3 separate regions of the Mus musculus genome follow, and all the other regions are linked to region 3. A link is a contact called in public HiChIP or PLAC-seq data. All regions are on one chromosome and are shown on one strand. The core of a region is the stretch at or near the end of the contact, and the rest is flanking DNA. Distances in the headings are between cores, read along the strand shown. Region 1 has its middle 20 kb from the start of Gm39140. Region 2 overlaps Tpte (transmembrane phosphatase with tensin homology). Region 3 holds the start of Vps36 (vacuolar protein sorting 36).

Region 1 (4,783 bases), core at 1,163-3,662, 240 kb before region 3:
CTCCCTCCTCCCTCCCCTCCTCCCTCCCCTCCTCCCTCCCCTCCTCCCTCCCCTCCTCCCTCCTTTGGCTTGAGAAGCCAGATAATTTTTCATCTAAAATGCTTTACAATCACACACACAAACACACACACTGCAAGTATAGAGTTGTTTTGTTTTATTCTTAATAATTTAAAACTGGGAATATTCCAAGTGCCAATCAGCCAGAGAATAAGTAACTGTGGTGTGTCCGTAGGATGGGATACAATGCAGCAATGGAAAGTAGTGAACGAAGAAAGTACTAACACATGCAGACCATTGGTGATCTTTAAATAATCGTGCTAAGTGAAATACTCTAGAGATGCAAGACTATGAACTGCATAGATCCACTTATGGGAAAGTGGAGAAAAGGTGACACCGATTTTTTGTGACAGACTTTGATCAGTGTGTAGCAGAGCACCAGTGTTTCTTATGATATCCCTAAGAGTATGTTTCGCTGGCAATGAAGATAGCTCTGCTGTGGACTGTGGTGGTGATTCTGAGGGAACTCCAAATGAAAGAGACAGGGCTGATTCTTGATGTCATTTACCCATTTGAAGAGCATGGCAAAAAAACCGTGGCATTGAAAGAATGAGGAACTTTTGACTTAATCTTTTACAAGAGTCTTGCAAGGTGGGCATTTCGTTTTTCTGGGGTCTTTTTTTTTTTTTTTTCATTTTTCGAGACAGGGTTTCTCTGTATAGCCCTGGCTTTCCTGGAACTCACTCTGTAGATCAGGTTGGCCTCGAACTCAGAAATCTGCCTGCCTCTGCATCTCAAGTGTTGGGATTAAAGGTGTGTGCCACCACTGCCCGGCCGTTTTTCTGGTCTTATTGACTTGAACTACCACATAAAGCCACAGTCAGATGTTAGCTCTTTGTGCCTACTTGTTTCAACATCCTGTGTGTGTGCATGTGTATGTGTGTGTGTGTGTGTGTGTGTCCGTCCATACCTTATGCACACACCCATACCTCTGATTTAGGGGTATAAATGGATTATGAAGCATAAATAAAGACCTAGGTATGACCAAATCATGCAGACAGCTCAGCGTTGGTGAGATGCCATCCGTGCCAGGGTGGGCTTTGGTGATGTCCCTGTCTTTGAGTCACTTCTGCTCCTGCAAGTAACCCCTCACCTATATCCCTGGAAATAACCCAAACACAACTCATAAGTTTACCAAGTTGGACGTTGACAGTATCTGTACGTTGGTCTGTCATGGGCTCCCAATCTACTCCCAGTGGGTGAGTAGATGGGTGTGTTGTATCTCTCTGGGGACAATCTTGTCACATAACAGGAGTAGCAGAGTCACACACACGTATTCCCATGATCTATTACAGACAGGTGTTTTTGTGGAGAGTCACGAACTTGTATTTCTTCTATCAGGTAGTTCTGTATATGCTGGTGCACACACATGCATTTCCTATCCCTGTCATAACTGGAAAGCTGTGTGTAGTAGTTTTTCTCATACACATCTTCCCTAGATCTGTTGTAATTAGGGTTATATGTATAGACACACACACACACACACACACACACACACACACACACACACACAAACACACTATATATATATATATATATGTATATATATATATATATATATATATATCCCTGTTATAGTTAGATGTGGTGATTTAAATGAAAAGGCCTTCATAAGCTCATATATTTGAGTATTTGGTTCCCAATTAGTGAACACCTTTGGGAACCATTAGGAGGTGTGGCCTTGTTGGAGGAGGTGTGTCCTTGGGGCTGGGGGCTTTGAGGTTCAAAAAAAAAAAAAAAAAAGCCCACACCAGGTCCAGTCTCCCTCTCTTTCACAAACTCCACCATACCTAGGCCTAGGACTCCATGGGGTGGTGTTGGGACATAGAATACATGTGAATAGGCATGCCCAGGTTACCACATAGCAGCTCTGGGAAATGGAAGGCATGCAAACAGGCATGACCAAGCTTGCCTCCTGGTGTCAGTGGGACAGGGACTGAGTCCAAAGAGGTTGAACCAGGTTGCCATGGGCACTGCTGGGACACCATACATGTGAGACTAGGAGAGATCATGCTACCACATGGTGGCTCTGGGTCACAGCAGAACTGTGAACTATGTGGCCGGGCCACCACTTGGAGGTCCTGGGACACGGCAAGCATGTGGACATGTTCAGACATGTACCATTGCTCAGACATGGTGAGCATGCAAACAGGCATGCCCAGGCTGTCGTGTGGTGGTGGTCGGACTTGGCAAGTGTGCCAACAGGTGTGCTCAGGCTAGGAGGCAGTAGCACTGGAACATAGCAGGCACGGCAGCAGGTGTGAACCAATGTTCCCAGACAAATAAAGGCATGCCCAGGCTCCTAAGTGTTGGTGCTGGGACAGGTTTGCAGGCAAACAGGCAATACTCCACCAAGTGGCAAATCTGGGACATGGCAGGCATTTAGTAAATGTCTCTGACAAGTCTGCCACATGGCAGCCCTGGGATGTGATAGGCCACCATGTGGCAGCCGCCCAGACCACTAGGTAGCAATGCGGGGGACATGGTATGTGTGTGAACAGGAGAGCTCAGGATGTCACGCAATGGCGTAGAGACACAGAATGTATATACCCTACAGCTGCCTAGAGATGTGGCAGGTGAGAATAGGCATGCCTGGCCACCACTTGGCAGCACTGGCATATGGTAGGTGTGCAAATGCATGTGTCCAAGCCACTCCACAATGGTGCTGGGATATGGTGCAGATGTGTCCTGGCTGCTGGCTGGCAAGGCTAAGACATAGTAGGTGTGCTAGCAGGTATGATCTGGCTAGTGATTTGAGGCTCTGGGACACAATATATGTGCAGACAGGTGAGCATGGGCTCATGTGTTGGCACTGGAACATAGCAGGCATGTGAACGGGCATGTCCAGGCAGTGCTGGAACATGACATACATATGAACTGGCATGCCCAGGCAGTGCTGGAACATGACATACATATGAACTGGCATGCTCAGGCAGTGCTGGAACATAACATACATATGAACTGGCATGCCCAGGCAGTGCTGGAACATAACATACATATGAACTGGCATGCCCAGGCAGTGCTGAAACATGACATACATATGAACTGGCATGCCCAGGCAGTGCTGGAACATGATATACATATGAACTACCATGTCCAAGCAGCCATGTGAAAAGGTGTGCCAAGTCTGCCACATGGAGGTCCTGGAACATGGTAAGCAGGCAAAGAAGTGTGCACAAACCATAACTTGGCAGCCCCGGGACATAGTAGGTGTGTGAATCGGTAGGTATTCTCAGGCAGTCACATGCTGGTACTAGGACACAGAAATCATGCAAACTGGTGTGCCCTGGCAGCTATGTGTCATGGCTGGGACACGGCATGCATACAAGCAGGCACACCCAAGCCACTGCTTGGCAGTGCTTGAACACAGTTGCATGCACACAGGTGAAACCAGCCTGCATTGTGGTGGTGTTGGGATATGGTACATATGTGAACAGGCATGTCCAGGCTGCCATGTAGTGGCCCTGGGACACAGCAAGCATCTGATACCCCTGGGCATTTAACTGTCATGCCCAGGAGATGACATAATGGTGGTGTGACCTGGCAAGTGTGTAAGCAGGCTTGCTGAAGCCACCACATGGTGGCACTAGGGCATGGTAAGCAAATGAATAGATGTGCCCAGGCCACCATGAGGTGGTGCTTGGATAAGGCACGTCTGTTATCATAACCCCACCACCAACGCCCCTCAGTTAACCAAGCTCAGAACAGGCACCAAATGTCCTAGCCACCAAAGGTAGTGCTGGGACACGGTGGATTTGTGAACAAGCAAGCCTACTCTGCCATGTGTAGGTGGTGGAACAGCGCCACCATGTGGCAGCTCTGGGAAATAGCGTGTGTGCGAATAGACATGTCAGAATGCTGGGACACAGAGTTCCTGTAAACACGAGGCTACACTGCCTTAGCAGGGTACGGGTGCAGACAGCCATGCCCAGCCTACCACATTGCACCCCAGGGACAAAAATGGCCTTCAGACTAGTGTGTCCAGGACACCATTTAGTGGCTCTGGGATGTGGCAAGTGTGCAAACAGGTATGCTGGGGCCACCATGTTCCAGAGCTAGGGCAAGGTATGTGTGTTGAAAAGGTGTGCCCAGGTGATCAAGTGGCAGCCCAGTGGCCAAGTGGCCATCCTGGGACACAGCAGGTAGTGTGAGCCTGAAATGGAAAGGCTTCTAATTAAGACAGTTAGTTTTGCCTTTAGCAAGCAGGTTTGCTGTCTAGACAGATATTGGTGGCAGTCCCTGCTCGCAGAAGAGCAGGTGTTACACTCTGCAGAAAAGAGGCAGGGCGAGCAGGTTCACAGAGAGAAGCCGTCAGTAGAGCAGCGTTGGCTCTGATGTCCCAGGCCAGGGACACTTCCTTATCTTTTCTTTTCTTTTCTATTTTCTCCCCCCCCCCCTTTCGCTCTGCCCCGCTTGCCCATAGGTCTTTTATTTGTTTCTCATTAAGGATGGTTGTGAGCCATCATGTGGTTGCTGGGATTTGAACTCATGACCTCCAGAAGAGCAGTTAGTGCTCTTAACTGCTGAACCATCTCACCAGCCCTTCTCGCCTTTTCTTATTCCCGTGTAACCAAATATTTCTCTAGTAAGCTTGCTAATCACAATTAATATGAAAACTTATTGTTTTCCTTTTCTTATTCAACTGTGCCCTGCCTGGTTCTCCCCTTCTGGGGTAAAAAAAAAAAGAATAGCTTATTATTATTTTTTAAATTGGAAATATAGTTTT
Region 2 (4,463 bases), core at 1,122-3,621, 170 kb before region 3:
CTTCAAACTAATATATATAAAGAAGATTGTGTCATTCTTATCAAGAGAATTACTAGCCAAGAAGATATTAATCTGAGACAAATTCACAGGCACCCAATTGTGTGTATATGTGACCACTGAACTTTAAACACAGATTAACCCCAACTCAATTAATAATAGGAGGCTTACTTCCATAACTCACTTTCTCCAACAGAAAGATAATTTGGACAAAAATATACAGACAAAAATACTCAATATACATATAATTGGAATTGTATGTATGACATCAGACATCTCAAATGGATCTAGCAGGCATCTGCTGAGTATTCTACCCAAACACCAAAGAATATATATTTGACTCAGCAGTTCATGGAACTTTCTCTAAAATAGACTACATACTACTGGGTGGGATTAAAAACCACAACCTGGTAAACAAAAGAATAATGGAAATAACTGTATATCCTATGTGGCCACAATGTAGTGAAGCTTAAAATCAAAGCTAAAACAATTTCTAATAAAACCACAAACTTATAGATATTAACACAGTACTCAGTGATCACTGGGTCAAGGAAGACATCAAGAAAGGTTTTTGTTTTTGTTTTAGTTCTTGAAACTAAACAGAAATGAAACCACAACACAACAAAACTCTGAGGTATATTAAAAGTAGAACTAAGAGAGAAATTTACTCATACACACACATCTACAAAAACAAACAAACAAACAAACAAAAAACAAATAAATGCATAAATAGAGCCAAAGAGAGGTCTGTGGATTTGACCCCTGGTGTAATACACACCTTATTTTCTACCTACAGCTTTTCACAGTGAGACAGTATTTCAGGGTGCATAGTTAAGGACTTCCATGTTACATCTCATACAGAGGACATCGTGTAGAAACTTAGATGTGGGCAAACAAAGGTCTGAGCAGAGAGAGGAGTAAAGGAGAAACTTCAAAGGCATGGCCAAGAAGAATTACTAATTTAGGCACTGCAGAAAAGAATCAAGGACAATATCACATTTTTAGATCCGAGTGGGCAAATACGGGTCCCATATATGGAAAAGCTCCCTTGGAAGATGCATTTTAATCACTGGGATGAAGAATACCCACATTACAGACTTTGCAGCAACCACACAGTGAGTGCTCACAAACACCCATAAAGTCAATAAAAGGACAAATTACAATGTAAAGAAAGGGAATGCTAAGTCCAACCAAGAACTGAGTGTCTGTCTTAGTCACTGTCCTGCTGCTGTGAAAAGACACCATGGCCAAGGCCACTCACGGGGGGAAAAGCATTTCGTATGGGGCTTGCTAATAGTTTCAGAAAGTTGGTCCATGATCAGTATGCTGGGGAGCATGGCACTGGAGCAGGAGCTGAGCTGAGACTCTCCACCCTAATCATAAGGCAGGAGGCCTGGTATGGGCTTCTGAAACCTTGACGCCACCTGCAGTGATCACGCCTCCCAATCCTTCCCAAGCAGCTCCGCCAACTGGTCAGCATATGAACCTATGGGGCCATCCTCAGCCAAACCACCATGCTGTTGCTTCAAAGGCCAATCATCGCCCCAGGCGTTTTTCAACTTATTATCTAACTTGTTGTCAACTTGTCCTCACCTCTCAGCTCCCATTGCTTGAGGGAAAGAGGTTTCTTTCTAGTTCATAAACTCCCTGTTTCTCAGGAGACACATCCACAGAACATCTGAGTGACAAGATCACTACAAACAGAACTATATGTACGATGCCTGGGCCTACGATTTCCTGACTTGTACTCTGAGAGAACAACCTAGGAATGTGTATTTCTAGAAGATCCTAGGTGATCTTTGAGGCTCCTAGGGTGATTTTTTTTTTAAGTACCTGGAAACAAGATAAGAAGGCCGAAGGTGACATGAATGTAAATATGACATAAGTTTACAACCGTGATAGATCGTGGGAGTGCACTCAAGCATTATAGGAAAGTGAAAGACAAAGCAAGACTGAGCCAGGATTTAAAGAAAATGAGATTTGCTCATTCTGAAGTGAGACGAAGCAAGCTCTGGTTTGCATCTGAACCAAGCATCACCAAGTTGGACCCTAACTGGAGAGCAACAAGCATCTCTTTGTGGCTTAGTGAACATGCTATTTTGACGTTGTGTTTTCAATTAAATACCAGGGCTAGGAAAATTGCTTGATTGCTTGATTGACCAAGTGCCTATCGGGTAAGCAGGAGGACCAGGGTTTGCATCCTCAGCACCTAAATTGGGTGTGGTGCTTTGTCCCTGTAACCCTACCATCGGGGATGTGGAGACCTAATGATCCCTGGTCTTGCTGAATTAGCAAGTGCCAGGAGCAGTAAAAGACTCAGTCTCAAAAAATAAGGTGGATAGTCGTTGAAGAAGCACCCATCTTTGACCTCTGGATTCTGTGTGCACACGTGCTTGCACCCACAACCACACCCACACTTATACCCTATACTTATCTTGCACACAGAAGCAGAACTGAAACACCAGAAGTTTCAGCTCATGTGTTTTCTCTTACCATACAATTCCTGGAATTACAAAAGGAAAAAACAGTCTCCTGCCACATTATGATTTGTACTTCCAGGTCACTCCCGTCGCCTTTTCCAACGCCTGGGTGAAAGTGGAAAATACACACTTGTTAAAACCCAAGACGTCTCTCCGGTTGGCATTATAGCTTGAGAATAGTGACCTCACTGTGCAGTGTGGCCATGTTGGATCATCTGACTTTGTATAGACTTTGTTTTTGAAGAGAAAAGACTTCAAAAGCTTGATTTTGCGGGCTAAAGCAGAATTTATGAGGTGAGCGAGAAGAGAGAGAGAGAGAGAGAGAGAGCAAGAGAGAGAGAGAGAGAAGAGAATATAGTTTCTACAAGTTAGAATGTCATGGTTTTGTCTTTCTAGGGAAAACCCCAGGTAAGGTGGCTTGCAGACTTTCTTGGATTTTCAATCATGATATTTAAAGTTAGTTATCTAAATGCCTCTTGTTTTACTCTAAGTCTGGTTCCTAAAGCAATCTCTAGGAAAGTTCAGGGTGGCCAAATTCAGACTTCCTTTAGCACACTATAAATTTTAAACAAATGGTCTTATGTCCCCCTTTCTAGTTCTAATGGTCCCCCTTCCTCTATCAATCCCCCAAATACTTGGCTCTGAAAGCCTCCAGTGAACCTTCTTCATTTGCTTTAGCAAATATTCTAAGGAAGTCACAATCATTTTGATGGTCTCCCTGACATTCTGTTTTCTTCACATTTAATGTTTCATTAATACCATCTTACTAAATTATCATGAATTTTAGACTCTGGCCTCGGTTTCTTCTGCCCATTCACTACCAAAGTCCACTAATATCTACCAGAAACAAAAAATATAAAACTGACAAGTACTTGTATGAAAGTGTTTTATGTAACACAGTATCATGTGCAGTGAATATAAATGATAGAATAAAAAATAGAACTTAAAAAAGGGGGGGGGGGGAGGCTGGCAAGGTGGCTCAGAGCGTAAGAGCACTGACTGCTCTTCCAAAGGTCCTGAGTTCACTTCCCAGCAACCACATGGTGGCTCACAACCATCCATAATGAGATCTGACGCCCTCTTGTGGCACGTCTGAAGATAGCTACAGTGTACTTATGTATAATAATAAATAAATCTTTAAAAAAATAGAACTATATGAAGTTTAAAAACCCTTATCACATGGTAACAAAGGGGCTTATCTAAGCCCTTCAGCTCCCACACACTTAAAAATTTCGAACTGTGTAAATGGATCTTCATGACTTAAAAATACAAAAGAAAAACAAATAACCAAAAAGGTACCGTGCTTCCAAGTTCTACTCACGAGCAGGCAGGTAGGGAAGGACGGATGGGACTAAGCCAAGCTACTGGGCACAACTTACATTACTATGAACAAATTATCTGTGATGTCGATTTTCTGCAAAGTAAGGAATTATAAAACAGCTCAAAGAAGCCAGACATGGTGGTGCACGCCTTTAATCCCAGCACTCAGGAGGCAGAGGCAGGTGGATTTCTGAGTTCAAGGCCAGCCTGGTCTACAAAGTGAGTTCTAGGACAGCCAGGGCTATACAGAGAAACCCTGTCTTGAAAAACAAAAACAAAAAACAAAAAAACAAACAAAAACCAACCAACCAAAAAACAGCTCAAAGAGAGAAGATCCCATAACTTCGAGCAGCTGTGCTGCACAAGACTGTCTGCTTTCACGTTTTTTATGCCTTTCCCTCCCATTCCATTTCTGTTTTGACCTGATTCTTTAAGGGAAGGTGATTTTTATTTAAAAATAAGACTGGTTATTACCAAAGATGCTGTAATATAAATGTTACCCTGACATGTATGCCTCCTGGAATCTATTCTGTAAAGCTTGACCAATCCTAATTTTTAAGACTAGGGTTGTATCTGTTTACAAGTCTTCATGAGCAATCTTACTGGATGGTACTTAAAGGCCCCTGATTTACGTCAAATAAAAATTAGGAAATCAAGCCCAGGAAA
Region 3 (4,337 bases), core at 867-3,366:
CACAGTGGGCTGGGCCTTGCACATCAATCATTTCTAATCCAGAAAATGCTCCACCGACTTGACCACAGAAGTGGTCCTATCATCTGATAGGGACCTTTTCTCATTCAAAGCTCCCTTTTGCCAGATGACCCTGGCTTGTGTAGAGTTGACAAAACAAAACAAAAAACAAATCAAAACAAACAAAACAGCACAATATTCTACCAAAACACTTAGACAAATCAGAGAAAAGACTTTACAAGTCCAGTTTCTTCCAACAGCACTGGGAACTCACAGGTGCATCGCTGTGAGTTCGAGGCCAGCGTGGTCTGCATAGTGAGTTCCAGGACAGCCAGGGCTACATATAAGGACCCTGTCTCAAAATGGGGAGGAGGGCGGCTGGAGAGATGGCTCAGCAGTCACAAGCATTTGCTTCCTGGTCGAGGACCCAGCAGAGCACATGGCAACTCACAACAATCTTTAACTCCAACTCCAGGGGGGTCTGATACCTCTGGCCTAGGCTGACAGCTGCTCTTACAGACCCACATGTTAGGCACATAATTAAAAACGAGGAAAATGTTTAAAAATAAAAAGACGTCATGCTCAAGTACTTCTAGCATGTAATTTGGCCTAACTTTAAGTGTCTCAGCCAATCTGACTTACACAAAACCAAACAACCGAATTTAAGAATCTCTTTTTTGTTAATTAGTAAAAATTCACATTTCCAAAACAAATGTTAACTTGAAAGTGCACGATGGCCGCTCAGTGGTGGGGCACTCTTTTAATCCCAGCACTTGGGAGGCAGAGGCAGGCGGATTTCTGAGTTCGAGGCCAGCCCGTTCCACAGAGTGAGTTCCAGGACAGTCGGGCCTATACAGAGAAACCCTATAGAAAGAAAGAGAGAGAGAGAGAGAGAGAGAGAGAGAGAGAGAGAGAGAAGAAAGAAAGAAAGAAAGAAAGACAGAAAGAAAGAGGAGAAAGTGCACGATGTGCCCGTAGATCACACAGTTCTAAGAACCATTGCATTTTTCCTCTAGAAATCAAAGCTTAGGCTATACATTTAAAGCTCAAGCCAGAGTCTGTACCACTGCTGTGTCAAGGAGCAAGGGGGAATGTGAAAGGCTGTTGCTGTAGTGAAGAGATTGCTCAATCGTTCCCTTTTGGGGTCTCCCGTGGATTATTATCTCAACCTGACAGACCAGTTAGGCTGGTTTTTACTTGCTACTCAAACCCAGAACAGTCTAAGTTTACTTAAAAAGTAAATCAAACTTTACTGAAGCAGTCTCGGATAAGAGCTTGCCTCGAAAACAATAGGAAAATACCCTAAGTCAGAGCGGACCTGGGTTAGCTGTAAGCACTGACTAGGTGTATCAAACTCCAGAGCGAGGGAGGTTTCATTTCCACCACAGCGAGGAAGACAGAATGCCTCAAGTGAAAACTGGAGACTAAAAGTGCTTTTGGGGACGCGAGCTCTTTTGCCACTCCTGATTTCAGGTCGTACATTTAATTCAGGACAAGATGGCATGTGGTTTCCAGGCACAGAATACATGAATTCGTTGTTTTTCTCTTATCCTTCGCGAGCCCGGCTCTTAAGATTTAAGCTTGCATTCCAAGGCAAGGGCTCACTGCATGACTTCCTAGAACAGAACACGAAGCCTCAAGCCCACTTCCTAAAGTAATTACAAAGCAAGCAGAAAACCCCATGGGGCTGGACCCTGCTGCCTCCTTCGGAAATCCTTCCGGGCGAGGGACCCCGGCTCAGCCCAGAACAAATCATCACCGGTCCAGCAGGAGGGTGGGGACGGCGTTCCGGTGGCGCGCTCGCTCGCCACAAGGCGGAACTGTACCGTCCCGGGCTGCGACCCGCCGAGACCTCCGCTCGCCCGCGCCCCGGCTCCGCTGTCCACCGTGCGGCTGGAGCGGCGGGCCGAGGCCGGTAGCCCCAGGGCCGAGGGTGAGGCCCTGCCCAGCACGAGGGCCGCGGGTCGGCGCGGCCTCCTCCCTACCTTCTCCTCGCCGTCGTAGACGCGCACCCCGCGCTGCTGGATAACCAGGGTCTCGTTGATCTCCAGGAGGCCGCTGGTCCACACGAAGCGGTCCATGGCCGCCACCCGGCCGGCTTCTGCCGCTCGCCGGTGCTCCCGGGCTGCGAGCGGCGCTCCCTGGTGGCCGGCGGGGGTGGGGCGCCCCGACACGGACAGGCGGCGCCCCCTGGCGGCTGCCACTCGCGTGCACATTTGCTCCCCTGTCACTGCCAAACTTGTTGACATGCTTGTTAAAAGCTGTAAATAAGGACTTTTTTTTTATTTCTTCCCAAATAAGTGTTGACAGCAGAGGTTGTGTTTAATATATCTGTAACCAGCATATTATGTAATACACTCTTCTCCGGTTTTTGTTTTAGTCTAATTTTTATTACATTCTGTTTATTTTATGAGGGTTTGTGTGCGTCGGGAACATGCAAGGGCTAGCCTGTGGGAGTCAGAGGATGTTTAATGAGAGCTGCTCCTTTGACCGTGTGGATCTTGGGAGATCAAACTTAGGTTATGAGGCTTAGCAGCAGGCTCCCTTACCAGCTGAACCACCTCACCCACCTACCCACCCACCTTTAAAAAATGACCAATAGCTCCAGATAGATGGAGGTGACATGGAAATAAAGCACCAAACATGCATTTAATGCGACAGATATACATGAAGGCAATATACCCATACACATAAAAAATAATTTTCTTTTTTGTATTAATCATTTTATTCATTTACATTGGAAATTATATTCCCCCGTCCCAGTTACACGTCCACAACCCCTCATCCCATCTCCCCTTCTCCTCCGTCCCCTTTGCCTCTATGAGGGTGCTCCTCCACCCACTCACCTACTCCTGCCTACACTGGAGCATCAAACCTCCGCAGGACCAGGGGCCTCCCCTCCTATTGATGTCAGATAAGGCCATCATCTGCTACATATGGTTTACAATGGTTGGCTGAGAGCATCCCCCTCTGTATTTGTCAGGCTCTGGCAGAGCCTCTCAGGAGACAGTTATATCAGGCTTCTGTCAGCAAGCACTTCTTGGCATCCACAATAGTGTCTGGGTTTGGTAACTGTATATGGGATGGATTCCCAGGTGGGGCAGTCTCTGGATGGTCTTTCCTTCACTCTCTGCTTCACACTTTGTCTCTGTAACTCCTTCCATGGATATTTTGTTCCCCCTTCTAAGAAGGATTGAAGTATCCACACTTTGGTCTTCCTTCTTCTTGAGCTTCATGTGGTCTGTGAATTGTATCTTGGGTATTCTGAGCTTTTGGGCTAATATCCAGTTATCAGTGACTGCATACCACGTGTGTTCTTTTGTGGGTTACCTCATTCAGGATGATATTTTCTAGTTCTGTTTGCCTAAGAATTTCATGAAGTCATTATTTTTAATAGCTGAATAGTACTTCATTGTGTAAATATACCACATTTTCTGTATCCATTCCTCTGTTGAAGGACATCTGGGTTCTTTCCAGCTTCTGGCTGTTATAAATAAGGCAGCTGTGAACATAAAGGAACATGTGTCCTTGTTATATGTTGGAACATCTTTTGGGTATATGCCCAGGAGTGGTATAGCTGGGTCTTCAGGTAGAACTATTTCCAATTTTCTCAGGAACCACCAGATTGATTTCCAAAGTGGTTTTATCAGCTTGCAATCCTAACAGCAATGGATGAGTTTCTCTTTCTCTACATCCTTGCCAGCATCTGCTGTCACCTGAGTTTTCTTTTTTTTTTTTTTTTTTTTTTTTTTTTTTTTTTTTAGACAGGGTTTCTCTGTGTAGCTCTGGCTGTCCTGGAACTCACTTTGTAGACCAGGCTGGCCTCAAACTCAGAAATCTGCCTGTCTCTGCCTCCCGAGTGCTGGGATTAAAGGCGTGAGCCACCACGCCCGGTTTGAGTTTTCAATCTTAGCCATTCTGATTTGTGTGAGGTGGAATCTCTCAAATTCATCTGGAATAACAAAAAAACTCAGGATATCAAAAACAATTCTTAACAATAAAAGAACTTCTGTGGGGATCACCATCCCTGACCTCAAGCTGCATTACAGAGTAATAGTGATAAAAACTTCATGGTATTGGTAGAGTGACAGGCGGGTAGATCAATGGAATAGAAAATGGAATAGAATTGAAGACTCAGAAATAAACCCACACACCTATGGTCACTTGATCTTTGACATAGAAGCCAAAACCATCCAATGGAAAAAAAGACAGCATTTTCCACAAATAGTGCTGGTTCAGGTGGCAGTCAACATGTAGAAGGATGCAAACTGATCCATTCTCATCTCCCTGTACAAAGCTCAAGTCCATGTAGATCAAGGACCTCCACATAAAACCAGATA

The links. HiChIP or PLAC-seq counts read pairs in DNA pulled down with a chosen protein or histone mark.
Region 1: a FOXA1 HiChIP or PLAC-seq map of pancreatic cancer cells shows a contact between it and region 3. The contact joins the enhancer-like site here to the promoter of Vps36 in region 3. A contact is called at or near these places in 14 of 39 promoter capture datasets (the C10 cell line, the HPC-7 cell line, cranial neural crest and 7 more), 2 of 15 datasets of contacts at CTCF or cohesin (embryonic stem cells and large pre-B cells), 5 of 484 Hi-C or Micro-C datasets (B cells, the Ba/F3 cell line, embryonic fibroblasts and 1 more), 18 of 115 datasets of contacts at active chromatin or transcription factors (the 230-238 cell line, bone marrow-derived macrophages, craniofacial prominence and 8 more) and 3 of 9 other capture datasets (adipose tissue, liver and pancreatic islet).
Region 2: an H3K4me3 HiChIP or PLAC-seq map of the 230-238 cell line shows a contact between it and region 3, with 14 read pairs. The contact joins the enhancer-like site here to the promoter of Vps36 in region 3. A contact is called at or near these places in 10 of 39 promoter capture datasets (the C10 cell line, the HPC-7 cell line, cranial neural crest and 6 more), 1 of 15 datasets of contacts at CTCF or cohesin (large pre-B cells), 2 of 484 Hi-C or Micro-C datasets (liver and nephron progenitors), 10 of 115 datasets of contacts at active chromatin or transcription factors (the 230-238 cell line, bone marrow-derived macrophages, embryonic hindbrain and 6 more) and 2 of 9 other capture datasets (adipose tissue and macrophages).

The regions. Positions count from the first base shown.
Region 1 is chr8:22,432,245-22,437,027 of GRCm38.p6, reverse strand. No RefSeq gene overlaps it. Among named protein-coding and RNA genes, the nearest start is that of Gm39140, 20 kb to the left of the region's middle. Within about 2 kb of position 2,412, at least 148 of the 459 cell types and tissues checked have an H3K27ac peak or open chromatin away from gene starts, as enhancers often do. A contact at or near this core is called in the Ba/F3 cell line, the HPC-7 cell line, craniofacial prominence and 4 more, where this site is marked.
Region 2 is chr8:22,357,514-22,361,976 of GRCm38.p6, reverse strand. Tpte (transmembrane phosphatase with tensin homology) reads right to left here. Exons shown (of 28, transcript NM_199257.2): 25 at 2,491-2,582. Among named protein-coding and RNA genes, the nearest start is that of Slc25a15, 39 kb to the left of the region's middle. Within about 2 kb of position 2,371, at least 20 of the 459 cell types and tissues checked have an H3K27ac peak or open chromatin away from gene starts, as enhancers often do. A contact at or near this core is called in the 230-238 cell line, where this site is marked.
Region 3 is chr8:22,190,612-22,194,948 of GRCm38.p6, reverse strand. Vps36 (vacuolar protein sorting 36) reads right to left here and starts at 2,116. Exons shown (of 14, transcript NM_027338.2): 1 at 1,983-2,116. The coding sequence starts at 2,078.